Regions from separate parts of the Mus musculus genome. Here all the other regions are linked to region 3. A link is a contact called in public Micro-C and promoter capture Hi-C data. All regions are on one chromosome and are shown on one strand. Each heading gives the region's core, a stretch centred on a gene start, on an enhancer-like site or on the middle of the called end of the contact. The rest is flanking DNA. Distances are from core to core; before and after follow the strand shown. Region 1 holds the start of Ttc9 (tetratricopeptide repeat domain 9). Region 2 holds the start of Slc8a3 (solute carrier family 8 (sodium/calcium exchanger), member 3). Region 3 holds the start of Ccdc177 (coiled-coil domain containing 177).

The links. Promoter capture Hi-C pulls out the DNA fragments that hold promoters and counts their contacts. Hi-C and Micro-C count contacts between places; a contact is called where the count stands out from the background.
Region 1: a contact with region 3 is called in a promoter capture Hi-C map of hippocampal neurons, with 4 times the contacts expected there. The contact joins the promoter of Ttc9 here to the promoter of Ccdc177 in region 3. A contact is called at or near these places in 2 of 39 promoter capture datasets (embryonic stem cells and hippocampal neurons) and 1 of 484 Hi-C or Micro-C datasets (embryonic stem cells).
Region 2: a Micro-C map of embryonic stem cells shows a contact between it and region 3, with 4 times the contacts expected there. The contact joins the promoter of Slc8a3 here to the promoter of Ccdc177 in region 3.

The regions. Positions count from the first base shown.
Region 1 is chr12:81,629,379-81,632,702 of GRCm38.p6, forward strand. It overlaps Ttc9 (tetratricopeptide repeat domain 9), which reads left to right and starts at 1,871. Exons shown (of 3, transcript NM_001033149.3): 1 at 1,871-2,423. The coding sequence starts at 2,027.
Region 2 is chr12:81,331,609-81,334,827 of GRCm38.p6, forward strand. Slc8a3 (solute carrier family 8 (sodium/calcium exchanger), member 3) reads right to left here and starts at 1,572. Exons shown (of 7, transcript NM_001167920.1): 1 at 1,033-1,572.
Region 3 is chr12:80,758,547-80,762,054 of GRCm38.p6, forward strand. It overlaps Ccdc177 (coiled-coil domain containing 177), which reads right to left and starts at 2,169. Exons shown (of 2, transcript NM_001008423.2): 1 at 1,851-2,169; 2 at 1-980. The coding sequence starts at 952.

The DNA.
Region 1 (3,324 bases), core at 621-3,120, 870 kb after region 3:
ACTTCATTTAGTATTATCCACAATAGTGCATAACGTAATATAAAAAGCCGTCTGGATACAAAAACAACTGGCTCTGTACTTTAAGGTACATACCTACAATAGACTATTATATAGCCATGAGAATAAGGCATGGGGGCCCAGCTCAGCTGTGGAGCACTTGCTTGCATGAATCCCCAGGTTCAATCCCCAGAACTGCAAGAGGGAAGCACTAAAAGAATATTTAATTCCATGAAACGTGAAAGTTTAAAAAGAAGGAAACAAATTTTAAACATTGACCCATACCGCTTACATTTGTTAAGCAGAAATACAAAACTTTGAGTAAGAGTCTCCGGGTACCCCTATGTATACGCTGAGGCTTTTGTTAACAGTTTTTTATACTTTCCTAAACTTCTAGTGCAGAACAGCGGGTGTGGCCATATTATGTCAATCTTGTTAAAGTGCAACTTCTGGGTCAGTGGGCTGGCAGTCTTGCACCCGGAGCACTTCTTGCAGGCTCATCAGTGATGCTCATTCTGCTGGTCCAAAACCTGAGTAGGAAGTTTTCACAGCACTGTCTCTGAGCTCCTCTTGGAGCTACAGAAGCACCGATTGCTGGATCCAAGGCTAGGGTCCTGTTTTAGACAATCTGGACTATGTCCTTAGAGCTTGCATATAATAATTTCCAGAAGATGTTGATGCTGCGGATCTGGGAAACACCCTTTGAAAATCACATTAAGAGCATCTTTTCGTTCCCTTAATATCACTAAAAATGTATCTATCCTCTTCATTGCCTATAAACCCAAATCCAAATGCTTTATTCAGAAACCCCTGGCATCCCTCTCACTTGGAAAGCCATAAAGTCAAACCTTTAGGCCTTAAATATGTCTGAGGTGTCCAACATTACAGCTCTGAGAGCTTTCTTGCTTTGTCTGGTATTTTACTCCTTCCCTGTGCCCATCCTTTGGGGGGTCTTCAAATGTTATTACCCTGTAAGGAATTCCCAGGGCTCCACAGCGCTTTCTGTGATTGCTAGTGGGAATTGTATCTTCCAGCAGTAAACTGGGTTCTTTTGGTGTGTGTGTGGTGGGGGGGGGGGGGCTGTAACTTGCCTATTTTCATCTGCCTGTGTGTGGCTCAGCCAATCTCCTGCATACAGCTGACACTCTCACTGACAGAGGGAAAGAAAGAAGGAGCCTCCCCAGGAAGGGTGCGTAACTGTCCAGTAATGGAAACTGGAACCCTGTGCCCGCCAAGCCTGATGACCAACAGTAACAGGTGTTTCCATCTCCGCTTCTGTGATTCATTCTGCATAGCTGCGCACGCACATAGCGTAAGCACACACAGTCTCCCGGAATACAACGCCAGGCACGCAGACGTGCACCCGGTGTCCTGGGCGCCCGGGAGACACACCTCAGCGACAACCTGGATCCACAAAAGCGAGGCTCTGCCACCTAAAATAGTAATGTCTTACTGCAAACAAAACAAGCAGTGGCACCTGCTTATTTTCCTTGCTCCCTGGCGCACCTTTCTCTTTAGTCCTAAAGAAAGCTATTGAGGTGACCCCCCCCCCTCCCAGTCCTTCCCATACACACACACCCCTCCCCCATAGCTTCTTTTGGCCACGGCGCGCCTCGGAAGGCTGGATGAATGGGAACCAGGGGGCCCTCTTTGTCGCTAATCTTCCCCTCCTTTGAGCAAGCCCAGCTTCTTCCGGGTCAGCGACAATCACCACCACCCCAGTCGGGCCCGTTGTCCCCTGCACCACGGCCAGGCTCGCACAGGGTCCGGTAGCCCGCGGGGACAGGTTGCGGGAGCAGAAAAGGGCGGGGACGAGGGCGGGCGCCGAGGGAACGGGGGAGGGAGCTGGGAGGGGAGCGATCGCAGGAGGAGGGAGCTGCCTCGGGCGGCTGGCGAAAAGGATGGGAGTGCGGGGCAAGCGCGCGGCGCCCAGGGTAACGGCCGCGGCAGAGTCTGCGGGGCGCGAAGCCAGCGCTCCGCGCTTTTAAAGCCCGGATCGCGACGCGCTCTAGGCGCGGGCGGCGGCCGGATGGAGAGGAAGGGCTTGGCGGCCCGATCCTCGGGGAACCCTAGCCCGCCTGCGCTGGGTGAGGGACCGCGGCCCGTGCCGCCGCCGTGCGTCCCGAGCGGCGGAGGAGCCCCGGAGCGGGGCCAGGCTGGAACGGCGGCCGAGCCCGCGGAGCTTATCCGGCGCGCACACGAGTTCAAGAGCCAAGGGGCGCAGTGCTACAAGGACAAGAAATTCCGCGAAGCCATCGGCAAATACCACCGGGCGTTGCTGGAGCTGAAGGGATTGCTGCCGTCACAAGAGGAGCGGGACGCACGGCCAGCCTCCTCGGCAGGGGTTCCCAAATCCAGCCGCCTCTCAGAGGAGCAGAGCAAGACGGTTGAAGCCATTGAGATCGACTGTTACAACAGCCTGGCAGGTAAGCCGCGCCCCGCCGCACCCCCTCCTCTCCTTCCCCGGGCCTCCAGGGGCCCCGCCCGGCCACGCGTCCCGTCCCCAGCTTTCCCAACCTAGTCTCTCTGGATCCCAGAGCGCCGCTGAGGCACACCGCGGTGCAGACTCCCTCCCGTGACAGTGGTGCTCTGGGGAGATCTGGGAGGGAGGCGCTTGAGAAAAAGTGTGACTTTCAAGATGATGTCTTCCAAAGGCCATAGTCATCTTGAGTCTCTTCCCTTGCAAACATGGTGAATCTTGCCTATAAATGACCGGGCAGACAGAGGGCGACCCAGCGGGCCTGTCAGCGACTGCTACTGCTCACTTGGGTTCAAACTGAAGAGATAGAAGAAGCCAGAGATACCGCACAAGCCATGGGCTCTAAGGCTAGCTCATGCACCTGTCTGTCTCACTCGGGTGTCACTGGCTTTAAAGTTGACCTATGTCTTCCCTTAAGTAACCAGATGGAAACAGGCCTTCCCTCAAGTTCTCCTGCCCCAGTAGCAAAGGGGATTTTTTTTTTTTTTCAGGATGTCCTGAGTAAAATGGATTCCAAAATGCTACTTTCTTCTCTCCGGGTCTTGCTCCAGCAGTCTCAGGGCTCTGAGTTCATGGTTGGTCCTTAGCCCTGCTGAATTCTTAGTCTCCTGCCTAAGGCTCTTCTGTTGGGCTGAAGGTGTACTTCCATGGTGTGCTTTAGGGATGAGGCTAAGTGTGTGTGTGTGTGTGTGTGTGTGTGTGTGTGTGTGTGTGTGTGTGCATTATAGAAAATGTAAAGTCTGTAAAAAAGGAAAACGCTGAGGCTTTCGAAGGACTTCCTGCGAAATGTGGCAAACAGCGATATAAACAACTGCCTTACAGTGACGCAACCACCCTCTACTTTTCCC
Region 2 (3,219 bases), core at 322-2,821, 570 kb after region 3:
GGCAAGCAGTGAGTGAGGAAATTTACAGCACTGCATTAAAGGCATTTGTTCTATCCCCTCCCCTTCCCCTTTAAAAATAAAACACAACGAATGAAAAAGAAAAACTACCTCCCTCCCTGAAACCCCTCTAGCAAATCCTATTTATCCTCTGACCCAGTGTGGCTCAGGTCCTCAGGGCAGGTCAGCCAGGGCTTGCAGAAGCAGCCTGGCCTTTAAAAGAGGGCTCCTGCCTGAGAGAGAGAGAGAGAGAGAGAGAGAGAGAGAGAGAGAGAGAGAGAGAGAGAGAGAGTTGAAGAAAGGAGGGGACCTTAGTTATATACTTTTCACAGCTCTCCAGGCAGCCCTGGATTTCTCAGATCACCAGGTAGCTCTTGGCTGGAGAGCCCTCTGGGATTGGAGGGAAGGGGATACAATGGGACTGCAGTTATGGGCAGGCAGCAATGGAGTCCCGAGATTGGGGTACGTGCATGCGTGTGCGCGCATGAGTTCGTGTGTGTGTGTGTGTGTGTGTGTGTGTGTGTGTCACGCGCATGCGCGCGTCCGCCTAGGGAATAACGCGGTCCCCCTCCTAGCCACTCAGCTCCAAGAACTCACACGCCCTGACACCCGCGACACACACACACACACACACACACACACACACACACACACACACGCACCGCCATGAAGCTTCCTCATTGAGCTACCCCGCCACTAAGTCATCAAACCCAAAACAGGACTGTACACACGTTTCCAGTACTATGGCTCACAGGCATCTCTAGCAGCACCCCCAGCACTCTAGCTTAGACACCCTCCCAGATTTTCCCCCACTACACCGCATATACAACATATTTCCCGGGCACCCTCCCCCACTTTTCTGGCACTAAACCCGCCGCAAGGCAGCGCATACGAATGATCTTGAGAAATAACTTATCATGATTCTTCACCAGGGACCCTCTCTCGGGAGAATATCAGGCTTGGGATCTTGGCAGGCGTCCCCTGCCTCTGCGGTCCTCCAGAGCTTGGGGATTGTGGGCTCATCCCATTACTCACCGATTCCCCTCAGCCTCCAGAGCTCGATGGGCAAGTGAGGCGGGCTAGGAAGGTGCACGATGCCCGCGCCGCCCAGCTCCTCACGGGCCGCAGCGGCTCATCGCCCCCGCGGGCTGCGGGCCGGCTGCAGCGGCGTCCAGGGCATGGCAGTCCGCCGCGGCTGCCGCCCGGAGCTGTGGGCTAGCAGCTGTCAGGGGGCTACCAGGCAGCGCATCTGGAGCAGGATCGCTGGGGCCAGGGCGCAGGGAGCGTTGTACAGACCCTCGGCGGCGTCCAGCCAAGGAGCAGAGACTGCCCGAGTGGCCCAAGCAAGGCCCGGAGTCCCGGCCGCGGTCGCCTGGGGATCCCTATGGGAGGGGTGGGACGGAGAGCAGCGCGGCGCGCCCTGGCGGCTCGGAGGGACCCCGGCGGGGGCTGGCTGCCGCGACGCCCGGGCTTTCCCCGGGCTGGGAGCGCGCGGCTCAGCCTTGCCCACTGTCACCACCGGAGACGTCTCGGCCTCGCCGCGCTCAGAGGGGACGAGCGTAGGGGCTGGTTTCTGGGTGAGCCTAGAGCTTTGCCCATTAAGCCTCCGCAAGGAGCCAAATCAAAAAGCCAATCTCCAAGCCTCCAAACTCGACGTCACCCTATCAGCTGGGAGACAGCTACACCGAATGACAAGCCGCGCATATTTAGCCTCGGGAGCGGAGGGGAGTTTTCCACAGCGCTTCTCAGCGGGCCTGGGACACCAAGCACGGACCTAGCATGCAGAGTCCCAGGAGATTGAATGCAGATGCAAGCCCTACCAAGAAGCCACCAACCCAACCGTTGAGCCTGGAGCTTAGAGCATTGGAGCTGGCTGCAGCTGCAAGGAGTCCTGACCTGGATTCCCGGGAGTTGGTAGTCCTGAAGTCCCGGCAGCAGGCAAGAAGCTCGGCACAGGCTTTCCTCTTGTCCTCGGGAGACGCCACCGCCCGCAGTCCCGAAATTAAGTTCCCTCCAAACACATTGTGGTTTTTAAATATAGCAGGGAATGATTACCCAGGCAAGGTCCACCCAGGCCTAGGGGAAGACTCGAGGGGGATGGAGGTTGGCAATGTGTGTGTGTGTGTGGGGGGGGGGGGACAACGACGACTCCTTTTTCTCTCCCATTTATTCCCCCCCCCCCTTTCTTGGTGCAGAACTCACCCTGTCATTTTCTCAACCCAAGTCAAGCAAGAGCTTTGTGAGAGACGCTTGGGTGAGCACTGCTATGTTGGCTTTGGTGATTTTTAAAGCTAAAAATAAAAGGGGGCTGCCTTTCAAATTGCTGCTTACTCTGGGCCTGGAGACCAAGGCAGAGATGGTCCTTTGATGCAGCATCAGAACTAGGGTTTGGGGCTTGGCTCGAGAGTAGTGCACACACAGCCTTAAATCAGATGCCTGTAATTTCTGCTATATTTGTCACGCGTGGTCCTGGTGGCAGGAGGAGTGGGCAGACATGCCTAAGGATGGGATTGCGTGTCCTCAGCATATTGGTGTCATCAGGCAGCTGTGAAATGAGAGTGGAGGCTGGCCTTTTGCATAGACCCCAGTGTAGATGGGACAGAAACTGCTTCTGCTGTCTGAAGCCAAGCATAAGAGGAATCAGACAGTATCCTATCTCCTGAGCAGAGTTAGTGCCAGTGAATTTGGTTGCATTGTTTGATACCATCCTCACAGAAGGCTATGAAATATACACAATTACTCTTCCACTTTTCGGTTGACCTTTGTTGTCTAGAAGTTAAACAGCTGTCCTAAGAGGACATGCAGCAGAGTCAAGGATGGGAAAGGAGGAGACCAAGTAGAGTCCTACTGACAAGCAGCAAAGTGTGATACCACAAAGCATGTACAACCCTCCAGCTCCCTGACACCAACCAGGGAGAAGGACCTCTTTAACAAGGTTTGGTCCAAAGAGCTTGTACCTGCAAGAGGTAGAAAGCACCCGAACTTGGAAGGAAATATACTCTTTGGGTGGGGACCCTCAGTGCAGTGTTCCTTTAGTAAGTCAGAAGGTGATCCTATCCTGAATTTGGGCTCCTTGTGGACTGCTAGGAGCGGTTTCAGATAATTTATGGGCCTTGAATCTTGGTGATTTTAAGAGCTCAGATTCTGGCATTGTAGGATTTCAATGACTTCAAGGCATGTGAAGGTTTCATACCCATCAGGCAGCAGGATTGGCCTTGTGCT
Region 3 (3,508 bases), core at 919-3,418:
CCACATGCTGGGCTGTCTGCGGCGAGTGGCTCAGGTCTCCGAGGCTGAAGCTGCGGGCCGTGAGCGGAACCAGAGCAAGGGCCGAAGGGCGGCCCAGTGGGTTAGGTGCAGACGACGCCGAGCCCGCGGGGCAGCTGTTCCTGGCGGAAGCTCGAGGTGGCCAGCGAAGCTCCCGAAGGCTCTCCCCGCTGTAGGACGACGACGAGGCCCCGGACTCGGAGCTCAGGGCACCGTCCCTCCGGCGGGAGAGCGAGTCCAGCGAGTGGCTCTTTCTACCTGTCCGAGAACCGGCGGGCGGAGGCCGGCTCCTGGCGGGGGGACTGGGAGAAGTCCTTCGAGCAACTCGCGAGGCGGGCGAGGCCGGGAGGCTGCTGCTGCTGCTGCAGCTGCTGCTGCTGCCCCCGCTCAGGGCCGAGGCTGAGGCTGAGGCTGAGGCCGAGGCCGGGGCTGCCGCCGGACCCTTCGGTGTGAACAGGCGCCGCTTCTCCTCGCGCATGATGCGCTCGCGCTCGGCGCGGCACTGCTGCAGTTTGGCCAGGCGCTCCGCCTCGTAGGCCTCGTACAGGCCGGTGGCCACGCGCATGGAGCGGCCCGGGGCCTCGCGCACCAGGTCGGCCAGGGCCCGAGGCAGCAGCTCCACGGGCTTGACCGCGCATCGGGCGCAGGCCTCCAGAGAGCGGGGGCTGGTCAGGACGTAGCGGCTGCCCTCTGCCTCGGGGCAGGCGAAATTGAAGAGATCGAGGTGCAGCAACGGAGACTGCTCCCGACGTCCACCTTCTGCCCCGCAGGGGACTTCAGCCTTACGGGGCGCCGCCGCGGAGGCGGAGGCCGAGGAGGCAGCCGGCTGCTGGGCTCCCTGGGCATCGGGGGGCTCGGACGCTGTGGCCTCATCCCCTTCAGAGCCACCGGGCTCCGCTCCCTCTTTCTCCTCTTCTGGCACCGGGTCCACCATAGCTGAACCTCGTTCTTTGTTGGAGTCCCTGAGATGACAGAGGGGCGGGGGGACATAGAGGATCTGTGAGCTGTTCCTCCCTCCTCAGCCATATTTACCCCTCCCAACTTAATCCGATTTCAGATTAGGCTCAGGGGCCTGATGGAACGTAAATCCTAAAACTGATGCCCCAAAAACTCAGGCTGGGCAGTTGCGGTGGGGGGACGCTGGGCCTTAGACAGCAGCCTCAGTCTCCCTCAGACCTAGAATGCAGGGCCTTTCAGGAGACCACATTGGCGTGAGGCCCACTAGCTGCATCCCCTTCCTGCAAAGATTGAAGTGCAAGGAAGGCTGCAGCCAGCGAGGGAGGCGCTGGAGGATTCCCCGGAGGATTAGCTATTTGTTTGTAGCTTAGGCGGGCTGCTGGGATGCAGCTTTGCAAGAACACAAAAGGGGAAGGGGCCTGTGCATGCCAAAGTGCATTGCTGCGAGGGCCCCAGTTGCCTAGGAAGAAGTTTATGGTTGATTTCTCTCTACCAAAAGGACCCGGAGCGCAGGGCCCCCGGGAGATGGAAGGGCTGAAAAGAGTCTCCAAAGGCTTCTCCGAGTGGAGTGATGGATTCTTTCTCCAGCCTCTCCAGCGGGGCTTGCTGGGAGCTCTCTGCCTTCCTCTTCCTCCAGCCCCCACCCGGTGTTTGCTCAAGATGCACAAGGCACCTGAATCCTCCCAGATGCACCCGATCTCCAAGGCCGAATGTGTAGTTAAAGGTACCATCAACCCCAGTATGGTGGACTCAGACATCAGCCGCTGATGCTCACCAGTTTCCGCACCGCATCTCAGGGGAGTGGGCTCTTAGAGCGCCGTAAACCCTGCCGCTCCATTCTGGGAGCTGCTAGGTCTCCGAGCGGGTTCACTTACCCCAGGTCCGGGCTCCGGCCCCCTTGCCGAGGGCTTTTGTTCGCCTCTCGCTGCTCTCCCCGGCGCCTCTTCAGTCCCTGCGCCGGCGGGGTCGGGTTACTGCCGGCTGCAGCAGCCAGCGTCTCTCCATGGGAGACTACGAACTGGGAGCACACATCCCAGACGCTACCTACCCGGGGGAGGGGGAGTGCGACAAAGTCTCCCTAAAATAACGTAGCTCTGCTCCCTTGCTCACAACTGATTCTTAAAAAAGGAAGCTGGGTTCTTCCCTCGCCTCTGCATCCATCTCCACCTCTACCGCCAAGGTACCGCAGGTCTCTCGCTGCTCCTGGCGCCTCCTGGTGGCCACTTAAGGGTATTCATTTCTTTGCTTAGAGGACGACAAAGCAATTAAAAATACAGTAACTACACATGTATGCATATAAATGAATGCATGCATACATACGTAATACAGAGAGATGTGGACATAGCAGTTATCACCAGAAATCTAGTCTTTGGGCACCTTAGGCGGGTACAATGAAGGAATCAGTATATTTCTCAAAGGGATCTTAAGCAGACCAACAAGTCAGCAAGTAATTGGGTAGAAAGAGGGCACCTGGTCCAAATAGTGATTTTTATTTATTTAAGGAAAGCTAAGATGGGAGAACGAATGAGAACAAAGAATGATGCCACATTATGAAATTGCCATTACCTTGTTTGCTCACCTAAATAACTAAAAACAGTCGACAAAAACACACGGGTTCAGGCGGCAGAACACAAGTGACCAGCGGATGCTGCTTCCGAGTCGCTAGTTTCATACGATGAGACTGATCCTGATCGATGCCATGTAATGAGTGCTTTTTGATGACACCTCATCCTACCCTTCCATCGTGAGTGGTAGTGGCCAAAGACATCCCAGATTAGAATCCTCCAAGGAATGGGGGGGGGGGGGAGGTGTAGCATTAGAGAGTGTGGTGAACTATGATGCTAAAGAATCCGAAGGGCTGGTTGGTGGTGATGCCCGCCTTTGATCCCAGCACTCAGGAGGCAGAGGCAGGTGGAGCTCTGTGAGTTCAAGACCAGCCTGAGCTACAGAGTTCCAGGACAGCCAGGGCTACACAGAGAAACTAAACAAGCAAACAAAGGAAACCATGAGGGGAAAGTAAAGTTTTTGTTTTGTTTTGTTTTGTTTTGTTTTGTTTTGTTTTGGAAAGGGAAGGTTTTGAACAAGGAAATAATGCCGCAGATAGACTTTTTAGGAACATAACTCTAGCAACAACAGGGCAAGGCCCAAGAGACTAAGGAAGCAGTTGGGGAGGCACTGCAGGTACCCAGCACAGGGAATGTTGGAACCAGAAAGGGAGCGGTGGTAGGAAAGGAGGAAGGTGGGGGTTTGTAAATACAGTGGAAGGAACCACACTCAAAGCTTGGCTCTAGTGTGTGAAGTGAGGGATCAAGGATGGCTGCCTGGAGCAGTGGGATGCTGAGACAGACAGACAGACAGACAGACAGACAGACAGACACGGAAAGCGTGGATCCAGGAGGGAAGATTAGCTGGTATGGAATGCCAGTTATGGGCAGTTGCCCCTCTCCGTCATTAGAGTAGGACCATCCAACAGGTGGCTGGTTAAGTCATACTAGAGGTCTGGACTGGAACTAGATCGAGGATGTCACCATCT